2 separate regions of the Gossypium hirsutum genome follow, and region 2 is linked to region 1. Evidence: chromatin contacts called from public Hi-C data. All regions are on one chromosome and are shown on one strand. Each heading gives the region's core, a stretch centred on a gene start, on an enhancer-like site or on the middle of the called end of the contact. The rest is flanking DNA. Distances are from core to core; before and after follow the strand shown.

The links. A called contact is a pair of places that touch in the nucleus more often than the background predicts.
Region 2: a Hi-C map of leaf shows a contact between it and region 1, with 1.7 times the contacts expected there. The contact joins the promoter of LOC107923752 here to the promoter of LOC107923851 in region 1. A contact is called at or near these places in 4 of 34 Hi-C or Micro-C datasets (callus, leaf and petal).

What each region holds. Positions count from the first base shown.
Region 1 is chrA12:80,351,393-80,356,974 of Gossypium_hirsutum_v2.1, reverse strand. LOC107923851 (golgin candidate 4) reads right to left here and starts at 3,422. Exons shown (of 16, transcript XM_016854011.2): 1 at 3,277-3,422; 2 at 2,994-3,206; 3 at 2,005-2,103; 4 at 1,627-1,755; 5 at 917-1,033; 6 at 523-661; 7 at 354-418. The coding sequence starts at 3,206.
Region 2 is chrA12:80,512,063-80,517,644 of Gossypium_hirsutum_v2.1, reverse strand. LOC107923752 (protein BPS1, chloroplastic) reads right to left here and starts at 2,900. Exons shown (of 3, transcript XM_016853920.2): 1 at 2,723-2,900; 2 at 2,451-2,516; 3 at 446-1,732. The coding sequence starts at 1,719. The coding sequence ends at 661. It also overlaps a transcript of LOC107923741 not described here.

The DNA.
Region 1 (5,582 bases), core at 2,173-4,672:
TGAATAAACATTATGCAAAAATTCACAGAAACATAATAATTTCAAGGAAGACCCTAGATACTGGGATTGATGTTAAAAATACAGAAATGAAGTACAGCAACTAGATTATACAATTGGAACATGCTAATTTGAAGCGATAGAAAGCACGAAAAGTTTGTCAAGTCATCATCGCTATCCACGTTGATGATTAAGGGTAAATGTGTATGAATACTGCCTGAATTGAAGAAAACACATTAAGCAATTTTCAACAGAGGAACCATCATGTGCTATAAAAGAAGGGGTGGAGGCAAGGTCATTTAAAAAAGTCAAAGCAATGATAACATCTATCAACACCAAACAATTTAGAAGCTTACTTTATCCTTCTCTGACTTCAGTAACTTAAGCTCCTCCTGAAAAGACTCATTCTGCTTGTGCTCCTCTGGAATTTTACAATAAATAAGAAGAAAGATGATATTTCCTTTGCTTGACAACAGATGATATTGCAAGCATCATAAATGGGTCCTCAAGGTGTACAAATTATACCTTGCAATCTCATCTGTACATTCACTAGTTTATCATGCTCTTTTTCAAGTTCCATCTTGAATTGCTTTATTTGTTGTTCATGACTAGCTTGAACTGCCTCCAGGGACCTATTTTTCTCTTCCAGCAAATCTGCAAGCTCCTAGAAGGCATGCATATATATAAAATTTTCATCAAGTTCACCTGTTATCTTAAGAAACAAATAGAAATACAGAGGAAAATTTTTATTTTGGAATAAAATGGAAAAAACCAAGAAAGAGCTTAGTATCCCCTAAAACGAAAGGGGGAAAAAAGCAAAACAGCACAAGGTTTCATGACCAGGTGAACAGCAATTACATTCCAACATCCTAATAGTGCCTCTTATAATAAAATAGAGGGGGAAAAATAGTGCCATTACCTTTTCTCTTCCATCATGTTTAGAGGTAAGACCATTGGACATTTGGTTTCCACCATGACGATGTTTTACTAGACTTGCCGACTTACGCAGTTGGTGTGGTGACTGATCACCATTTCCCTGGAGAAATGGCTAATGCCAATCAGCCAATAAACAATGATTTAACAGACAGAGACATGCACATTATGATAGCAGCTCACTTCTGGCTTGGTGGCAGCAGAATCATAATTCAAGACAAACTTACAACATATCCAGTGGAAATAAATATATGTTCCAGTACAAGAACAACAAGAAAGCTCAATAATTAATATCACACGTGTTATGTAATTGAGCCACCAAACCATCCAAGTATCCCGACCAACTCATTTGATGAAGGAGAGACATCAAGACCACAAGGTTACAAGAAGTAAAAGACCAATCTTTCATTCTATAAACAAGGTTTCATCTCTACATTCAACTTTCTGTCGCATCCACCTATTGGGAGGTTCAAGGTTGCCACAGGTATGAAACATAATACAACAAAACCTTTTCAGACCTGCTTCTCTAGTTACAGAAGCAATAACATCAGAAACAGCAGACTCAGTAGTAGCACATTATGTTTGCTTTATTACATGGAACTACATATGCCTTCGGAATTGCAGAACCTAATGCATTAATTCCAGGATTTCTCAATAAACAAACCTCAGACAACTCTAACTGAGAGTAGCAACTACCTTGGGTGCATTAATTCCATTACTAGATACTTTGGAACTTTCGCTTCTAGCTGCACTCAGAGCTGCATTTGTCGCATTCAAATTTTGTTTCAATGAGCCATTCTCTTGGTTCAGCCTCGAAATTTGCTCCTGGAAATGGAATGCAAGGAAAATAGAGAGAAAGAAGCCATTTGAAAATGTTTAAAAACTAGAAGAAAGCTGTAAATTATTTGCACTATTATCATTTGTAAGAACTGAATTTTAGACCAACCCTGGAAATAAACTAGAACAACCACAGCATGCCCTTATTGCCATATAATATATCACCGGTCATAATTGTAAACTACCAAGTTGGCACAAGATATTTTTAAATCAAACAATACGAAAATTATCAGATACCTCTTTTTCTTTTAATAAAGCAGCATAATTGAATGATAAAGCCTTAATTTCTGCCTCGGATTCCTGAAGCTTCTTAATTTCTGCTCTGTATCTTTCAATCTACAAAAATAATCATAACACAGTTTATTTATCATGCATGAAAAGTAAAATACCACAAATTCCCTAGAAATGCCAAGCCCACTAGTAAAGTAACTTCCATGAGATTAAAGAATAAAAAGTCATGCCAACAATTGACTCAATCAAAAAGCAAACAGTCATCTGTGACACCAAAAGAGGATCTTAGGAAGCTCTGAAAGAGGTTACATTCAACCCTAAGCCAAATGCTCTTCAAATATTATGGCAGAGACCATATTATGAACCTGAATAAGTTTTTCTAACTAGTCCTCGCAATGAAAATCTTAATACTAGAAAAGATTACACTCAGCTACTTGGGTTCTAGGAGGCTCTCTATCAACACCAAGATGACAAGAACAAATCCGATATAAATGTTACTAGTATAGCTTGTTAGACTTACAATCATCAAATAAAAGTTCTATGCGTCCATGTAAAGATCCTTGAACTATCTCAGCACTATTTCATGTTATCAACAACTTCAAACCTCACCAAGATATATATATAAGTTTAAGCAATAAATCTTTGGAAATTGAATTCATCAAGTCAAAGTTTTGGATCTACCACTAGGTATTTACAGAGTACTTTCAGGCTTAAGCTATCACTTCACAAAGCTTGATTCCAGATTGCCAAAGAACAAAATATTACCAACTCCAACTATCAAATGTGATATATATATCCCTAATAAAAGATCGACACTAATATCCTCAATTAATAGAGACTGTTCACTCATTCGCGAACTCAAACTGTAGTGTGAACTAATATCATTCCATGATTCTACAAATTCATCAAAAAAACAAGCTGAATCTATTCCAAACTAAGAGGCGCCAAACATTAATTTAAACAAAATCAAGCGCGAAAACTAAATGCAATAATACCTCAGAATTAATCGGCGAATCGGTTCCATTAGCGATCGGAGAGACTGAAACGGGCTTTGAATGGGCAAACCTATGAGAGTTCCTTCTATCAAAGAATGGCGAATGATCTCCATTCCCTGAACCGTAGATCTCGCGTTCTTCGTCCTCATCGTCGTATACATCAAGCGCGATCTTATGCAAATTCTCTTTCAAATCCGCAATCGAACTCCACATCTTCCAAAGCTCCCGCAAATCAAATTCGTGGAAAATAAAAATAAAAAACGTAGATGGATTTCAAAAATACCTGAGATTTTCTTCGATGAAATTAGGGCAAAAAAGAACCGATACGTTTGAACAACGGTTTTGAGGATTTAGAATGTTTTTTATTTATTTTTGCAGATATATAAACAAGAAATAAAAGGGTTAATTAACGTATGCTTAAACAGTACTGGTTAAGATCCATTGGGCGGATCCTGAAACGGGTCCGTTCGGGTTGGCCCGTTTATACCCGATTATTTTTATTTTTATTTTTATTTTTTGATAATATCCTATTTAATTTTTATTGTTCGTTATAATGGTAGGTAAAGGCGGTTGAAATTTTACGCCAAAAAGAAAAAATCGTAACGGCTTTCCTCTCCTCTCTTTGAAAACAATAAAAGAGTAAATTGCATCTAAAGTTATTAAATTATTATTAAGTTTACATCTTAGCTATTTAATTATAAAAATTTATAAAATAATCACTTAATTATTCGAAAGTTTTAATTTAAGTCATTAAATTATTTTAATGTTTTTATTTAAGTTACTAAATTGTTAAAATTTTTTAAAGTTTGACTAACAAGCTCAAGGAGGAAGACAAAAGTTTATCTTTGAAAGGCCGAAATTGAATTATAAAATTTTAAAGAAATCGAAGTATAATTTTATCTTTGTATATGCTTGTTACTTTAGAACTTTAATGGGATTAAGTTAAATTTTTTTCAACTTGGAGGCAAAGTGTATTTTTACTATTAAACTATTTTATAATTTTAAAAGCTTAAAAGAGATTGAAATGAGAATTTGTCCTTGAGAGAGCTCTAAGCGATGATTTGACGATCAATGCGGTGGATTAGTACCCATCGAGGAGTAAAAGAACATACCTCAGATCCAAGTTGATCTGGCAATCGTTATAGGAGATCAGAGAAGAAAGCTATTTGAGTTTTGGTTCGCAGATTCATAACGTTTAAAATTGTTTTATGAAAAAAAAAACCTTAATTGTAGAAAAAAAAAGAGAATAAGAGTTTTCGATTAATGCAGACAATTTGAATAAAGAAAGTCATATAATAGTAATTTTAACCACATAGTGACTTAATAAAAACTTTTGAAAAGTTCAGTTATCATTTTATAATTCTTTAAAGTTAAGTATTTAAACATAAACTTATTAATAGTTTAGTGACTTTCGACATAATTTATCTAAAATAAAAATAAAAAGTGGTAATTTACCGATAAGATTTTGGTCTTAAAAACGGTCCGACCGACATGATTTTCTTATTACATTTGTTGAGATTCGTTTTCGTTGAACATGCCACGATGATTAAGAATATGAATTTACACATTAGTATCGACAAAGTCAAAGGCCCAATTTCCATATTTATTGGTAAATTCCACAAGGTTTCCTTGAAATATGATCTAAATTTTAAATCAGTTCACAAACTTCAATATATTTTAATTAGATTCTTAAACAATCAAATATCCTATCAGTCAATTCCTTTCATTAACCAAGTCATTAGCTCGGGCATTAAGCATAGACTCAAATATGACATAGAAAATATTTAAAGCACATGGATCAAATTATAAACACATACATTGTAAACACATACATACTTATTGATTAGCCAACTTAGAATTAAAATGTTAAAAAAAAGTCAAATTTTGCTATTAATCCTTGTATTATGCATAAAGTATAGATTTAGTCTCTATATTCTAATTTGGTTGTTTTTAATCTTTGTATTTTTTTCAAATTTGAAAGTTCTAATCATAACCCAAAAGGTAGTTATTAAATCTAATAGGTTGAAGTTTTTATATTAGTCTCGTATTATGCATAAATTGTGAATACAGTCATTTTTAGTCTTACTTTTGGAATTGTGAATTGTCAATCATGACTCAAAATAGTAACCATTAAATATATTAATTAACATAACGTGGCTTTTTTTGTGTGAGTATTACGTGAAAATGATAATTTGATATGACATTACCTATATGATAATATATTTACCGCAAAATATTTTGAAAATAGCAAAATTTAACAGCTAATGTTTTAGATTAGGACTAGAATTTCAAAACTCAAAAGTACAATGATAAAAATGATCAAATTAAAGTAAATGGACTAAATTTGCAACTTACAAATAGCACATGGACTAGTAATTAAATTTAACCTAAAATTAGTCCTAAATTTTATTAACATTATTTGTTTTTTAGGACATCAAATCCAATATGTCCACACGATAAGTATACATATTTTCGCAGTTTGAATCACATGTTAGATTCAAACTTCATTCAACATCTAAAAATTATCGCTATACAGATGAAAAGATCAATTTAAATCTTTGCAATGAGTAAGAGATTTATGCTTTAGGT
Region 2 (5,582 bases), core at 1,651-4,150, 160 kb before region 1:
ACAACTTTTCTCAATTTCGATCCCTGTGATAATTTTTAGGTGAGTCATCACATGGACCAAAACTGAAAAATGCTACCAGGTTCAAGGACTAAATGTTACTTTTATCTCTTCATATTACCATAATAGATACAACCTGAGGATCTTCTCAGCACTCAAGCCAGGGATCATGAAAATGGTCAGAGCTAAGCTTGCTGTGCTGTCAAATGAAGATATCATCCTTGAGAATGACTCTGAGGAAAAAGAAATAGAATAATATCCCGCTGAAAGAAAAATAATGCATATATTAATTAAAAAAACCCAGAAATACACAGCTAGAGATTTTCGTAGCTTCTATCCGACCATATCATCTACTTAATGTTTTACTTCAGAAAACATGTTATATATGTGAAAAATGAATAAGTGATATCCTAGGAAAATGGTGATTGATAACAATAAGAAGCAAGCATTTGCAAACAAATATAAGCCCTTTTTATATAGCATTTGACATAGGTTGGTCCAAATACATGTACAAACAAGTACTATAGTATAACACACCTTACAACTCACACAATAAATACTTTCATTACCCAAACAAGGTTGTATATCCCTAGTTAGAAAACAGCAGGTCTCATACCTAAACCATCTGTATACAGAAGAGTTTAGCTTTACTTCATTCATAATTCACCTCACAATTTGCTCGTCTGTGTTTCTTCCCAGAACTGAATTTGGGGAAGCACAACCTGCTCTTAGATTACAAAGCAAAGCATCACGCCCAGACAAAACTATTTTGAAAAAGTCATCTACTACCTTTGAAAGATTATCCAGCCCTTGCGATAGCTCCTCTGCTGTCTTCCTCAATTCAGAAACGGAATGCTTGAACGATTCCTCTTGAGCAGGACTGAACCCGTCTTGAAGCAAAGGATACAATTTATTGGCCCAATTATCAACAGCAAGAAGTTCTCTAAGAACCGTAAATTCTCCACGAGAAAATATATTTTTAATTTCCGTACTCACAGTTGTTTGAACATTATAGAAAACTTGTGCCCATGGCAGTGTAGCAGGAACAGTCGAATTCAAATCTAACAAATTATCAGTAGAACTAGAGAAAGCTGCGGCAAAGACACTACAGATATATGTGGTCGCCACCTTAGCTCCGTCCATTGCATGCATCAGAACCTTCCCCTTAGCAGAGTTCCTTACCTTCGGCAAGTCCAATGATTCCACAAGGTTGTCCAGTACAGGACGACATGTTTCAACTCTGGGATTTTTTGAGCGAATTTGCTCTCTCCAGCTATGAAGTGAGGAACAAGCCCGCAGGAACTGATCTGGGGAGTTGGATTCCAACTTATGCAAGACACACTGAAGTAAGAGATGGCCTTGGTTGAGCCTTGTAAGTTCAGAGGTAAAAGCAATAGTAATATCAAGCAACTTTACACTGATGTCCAGATACACATCTATCCATTTCTCATCCCAATCAGTCACAGGGATCTCAAGCTCAGTTATCAGGTCTTTTATGTCACGGTGAATCTCGGAAAGTGATTCCATTGCTAGTTTCATCCATGACAAGCTAAGGATGTCACTCTTGTCTTTAGGCACAAGTTTCTGCAGCCTCTCTGACAAGGTTTTCTCAAACTTATCCAATAAAGAAAGAAGTCCTGGAGGCAAATGAGAACCCTTTGGTGAACGGAAAGGATTTCCAAAATGGAAGAAAGAGCGTTGTGGTTCTTGAGGACGGCTCATTTTGATGTATTTACTGCAAGATCAAGAACAAAGTCAATCATCAAAATGAAATAATACTTGATAAACCAAATCAAGTCAATAATTCCATGTTTATAACAGACATCGAACACCCTGAAGTTTCCATAAGTTTCATCTTTATACTATGCAAGCAAGGGCAAAGCTTGAAACTGACATCATCTCACTAATAACAATTAGACCATTAGTTCAACCATCCAAGAATAAAGAGAAATTAACTTGAAACCATGTCCAATACCATACCGAACAGATCTAACCACATCATACCTGATAAGCATCAAATCAGTACTGAATTTTGTAGATTCAACCAAATTATTGATGGCAGTCAAGACCATATATTCAACATCAAAATCATAAAAAAATGCAAAAGATATGGTGTAACAATAAATCATAACAAATACATCGAGATCTCCTTAGTTGCCTTATTTTCTCTCAGGTTATCCATCCTAGCTAGGCCTAATTCTACTTCTACATGATTTGATTGATTTCCTCCATGAACATGAGGAAAAACTTCATACAGAGAAACAGCCAAGTCATTTCTATACAGAATAAAATAATTCCAAACCAAAAATTTCAAGGAAACCCTGAAAATCAAATCTCTAAAAATAAATCCTTAAAAATCGAAATTCAAAAGTCAGATATCACGAAAGCTAGAGCAGATCTCATAAACCTGAAGCAAAAAGATAAAGTCAAACCAAAAAACCAAGAAAACTTACCTAAAGTTTATATCCTTAAACCAAACGACTGATTAAACCAAGCAGAAACAAAAATTCTCCACAGATCTGTTAAAACTTTGTTAATTAATAACAAAAAAATATAAAAAAACAAATTATAACCTAAAAAACATTTCAACAACAAATAAACTTCATCTAAAAAAGCAAAATTTATTTTTTTTTAAAACAACGAAATTTCTTCAGAATCGCACGAAGATCGGCGAATTTAAAACAAAATTAAAAATTAAAACATAAAGAAAAATAGAAAATTGTACCGGACTTTGTACTGGTAAAGCAATTGGGAATTTTCAAACGAAAGCTTCAAAATGACTTTGTGTATTATTTTTCAGCTTCGTTGAATTTTCCTCTTTGTGGAGTAGTTGAAGACGAGGGAGTGTTTGATTTAATCACTGCCTGTTACGGAATGTCAGTCACAGAATGTTTACGTGGAGGACATTGATTGGATAGAAGAATTTTGGGTTTTTAAGGTAAATTGTTGATAATTACTAAAGGGCCGTCGGCTGGGAATTATTTTTCAATGGGCCAACCAGACGTCAGCCCTACTTAAAGAAAAAGGCGTTTACTTGACTATTTAATATTTGGGTAAACTACATCTTAGATCACTAAACTATTAGTAAGTTTAAGTTTCAATCATTTAACTTTAAAAACTTACGAAATTATCACTAAATTATTCAAAAAATTTTATTTAAGCCACTGAATTGTTAAAATTATTGTTGTATGGTCTTTCCTTTTTGCACGATTTGTAACAATCAAAAGCTTTCATTATCCTTCTCTTTTACACTTCAGCTTTTCTTCTTCGATATTTAGCACTAACTACCAAATTAATTTAGATCTAAGGTATGTTGTTCTACTCATAGATGGGTATTAATCCACCACACCGATTGTCGAATAGTCGTTGGAGCTTGTTGATCAGATTTTTTATTAAAAAAACTTAACAGTCTAGTTACTTAAATAAAATCTCTTGAATAGTTTGGCGAATTAAATGAAAACTGTCAAATAGTTTACTAACTAATTTATAAATTTTTGAAGTTGAGTGACTAAAACGTAAATTTACTAATAGTTTAGTGACCTTGGGTGTAGTTTACCCTTAATAATTTAGCACAAAAAATCAATCATGATTTGGCGCAAATCCAACGGTCATAAATGAGCTGCCAGCTACTTGCCAGCTGCATGTTTCATGTTCCAAAGTATTTGTGATTATATGGATATAAATAATTTTATTTTAATAATTGTAGGATAATTATTTTATTTTTTTAACAATTTTATTTTAATGGATTTCCCATTTGGTTTCTTCTAAATTGGTATTTTAAATTTTGCTTTCTTTTTTTAAGGTTTAACTAAATCGGAAGCCATTAAATTATACCATTTGTTTAAGTTAGATATTTTTAAAAAAATTTAGTTGAAAGAAGTATCTAAATTTTATTTCCGTAGCTAATGTTGCCATCTATCATTGTATCGGTTAAAAAAAACTTTATTACCGTCAATCAAGAAATGTCACATCATTAAAATTTAATTAAATAAAAAATAATAAAAATAATTATATTAATATTGAATAAAATAAAAAATATCCCCCTCCCTTTTTCCATCTTCTCCCTCTCATCTCTCAAATATTTATTTAGGGATAAAAATTAAAATTATATATCAACTATGGTTTTATGTGTAATTATATACATGAATTTTAATTTAATTCAATTCTTGTAAATTATTAACATAATTATTAATATAACGTCGTTTTATGTTTATATATTGCATACATAAATAATTATATTTATCCAATATAAAAATAAATTGATGTATTTATTTCTTTAAATGTGTATGATTAAATCAAATTTAAAGTTTCAAATATACATTTGAACCACAATTAAAATTTCACGTGCACAATTGCACCAAATTAAAGTTCATGTATACACTTTAATTTACTATGAGTTTTTCTTACATAGAGTAACAATAGGGACCAACATTGATTATGGAATTATAATTTATGTACCCGGTTCACAAAAAAAATTAAGTACCTAATTTAAACAAAAGACATAATTTAAGGACCTCCTGTTAAATTAAGCCTTTTATTAGTTCCATATTTTGAGAATCTTTTTCCCTTTTTTGGTGATGTAGACATGGATTGGTGAAATTGAAGCAATGTAAGCTTCTTTGTGAGCAACCGCACGCCTTATGGATCGGAGCCGCTCACCCCTACCTGCTAGCTAACCATTTTATTTCCTTTTGCTTGTCTTATGCATTAGGCATAACAACCTCAAGACCTCTCCCTCATTTTGTTGCCCAACTTTAGGCTGACAATGAGAGACTGATAAGGATCATGTTTGTATTCAATGGTTTTCATCAATAGTCTATTTTCAGTGGTATCAAAAACAGTAATTTCAGAATTCGATTTTCTAAATTTGAGTCAATAAATATTATTTATTAATATTTATGAGTCTATTATAGAGTTATATAGAATTTCGGTCCAATAATTTTATTAAATAGTTAGTGATTGAGGTACAAGGATTAATTTATAAAATTGAAAAAATTAATCGGTATAAATTTTTATTGATGGAAGGCTTAAAAGGAAATTGTTTAAGGTTTAAAGTGGCAATTTACTACTTTTTAATATGAGTGGGAGGTTGGTTGAGTTTTATTTTAATAAATTATATTAAAATTATGATTAAATTAATAATTAAAGTGTTAAAACATAAAAATAATTATCATCATCTTCCACTTTGCATTTTACCACCGTTTGGAAGGGAAGAAAACAAGTGAAGCCATTGTTAAGCTTCATATATTCGGCCAAGTTTTACTTTCTTGCATGGTAAGCTTAAATTGACCTGCTTTTCGTAAATTTTATATTTTTGAGATCGTTGTAGTTTGATTTAGCTATCCTGTGTGTTGATTTTCAAAACTGTTAAAGAATTTGAAGAATTGAAATGTTGTCATTGTTGAATATTGAAGCTTTTAGTATTAAACTGATCAATTATAAGCTTAGATATGTATTTGAACATAGAGACTAAAATGTAATAAGTTTGAATTTGGCATGAAATTTCTATAATTATAAGTGTTAGAGAGCTGTAGAAGATGAAATTGAAATCAATGTCAAAATCAAAGCTCAATTTTGAAAGTTAT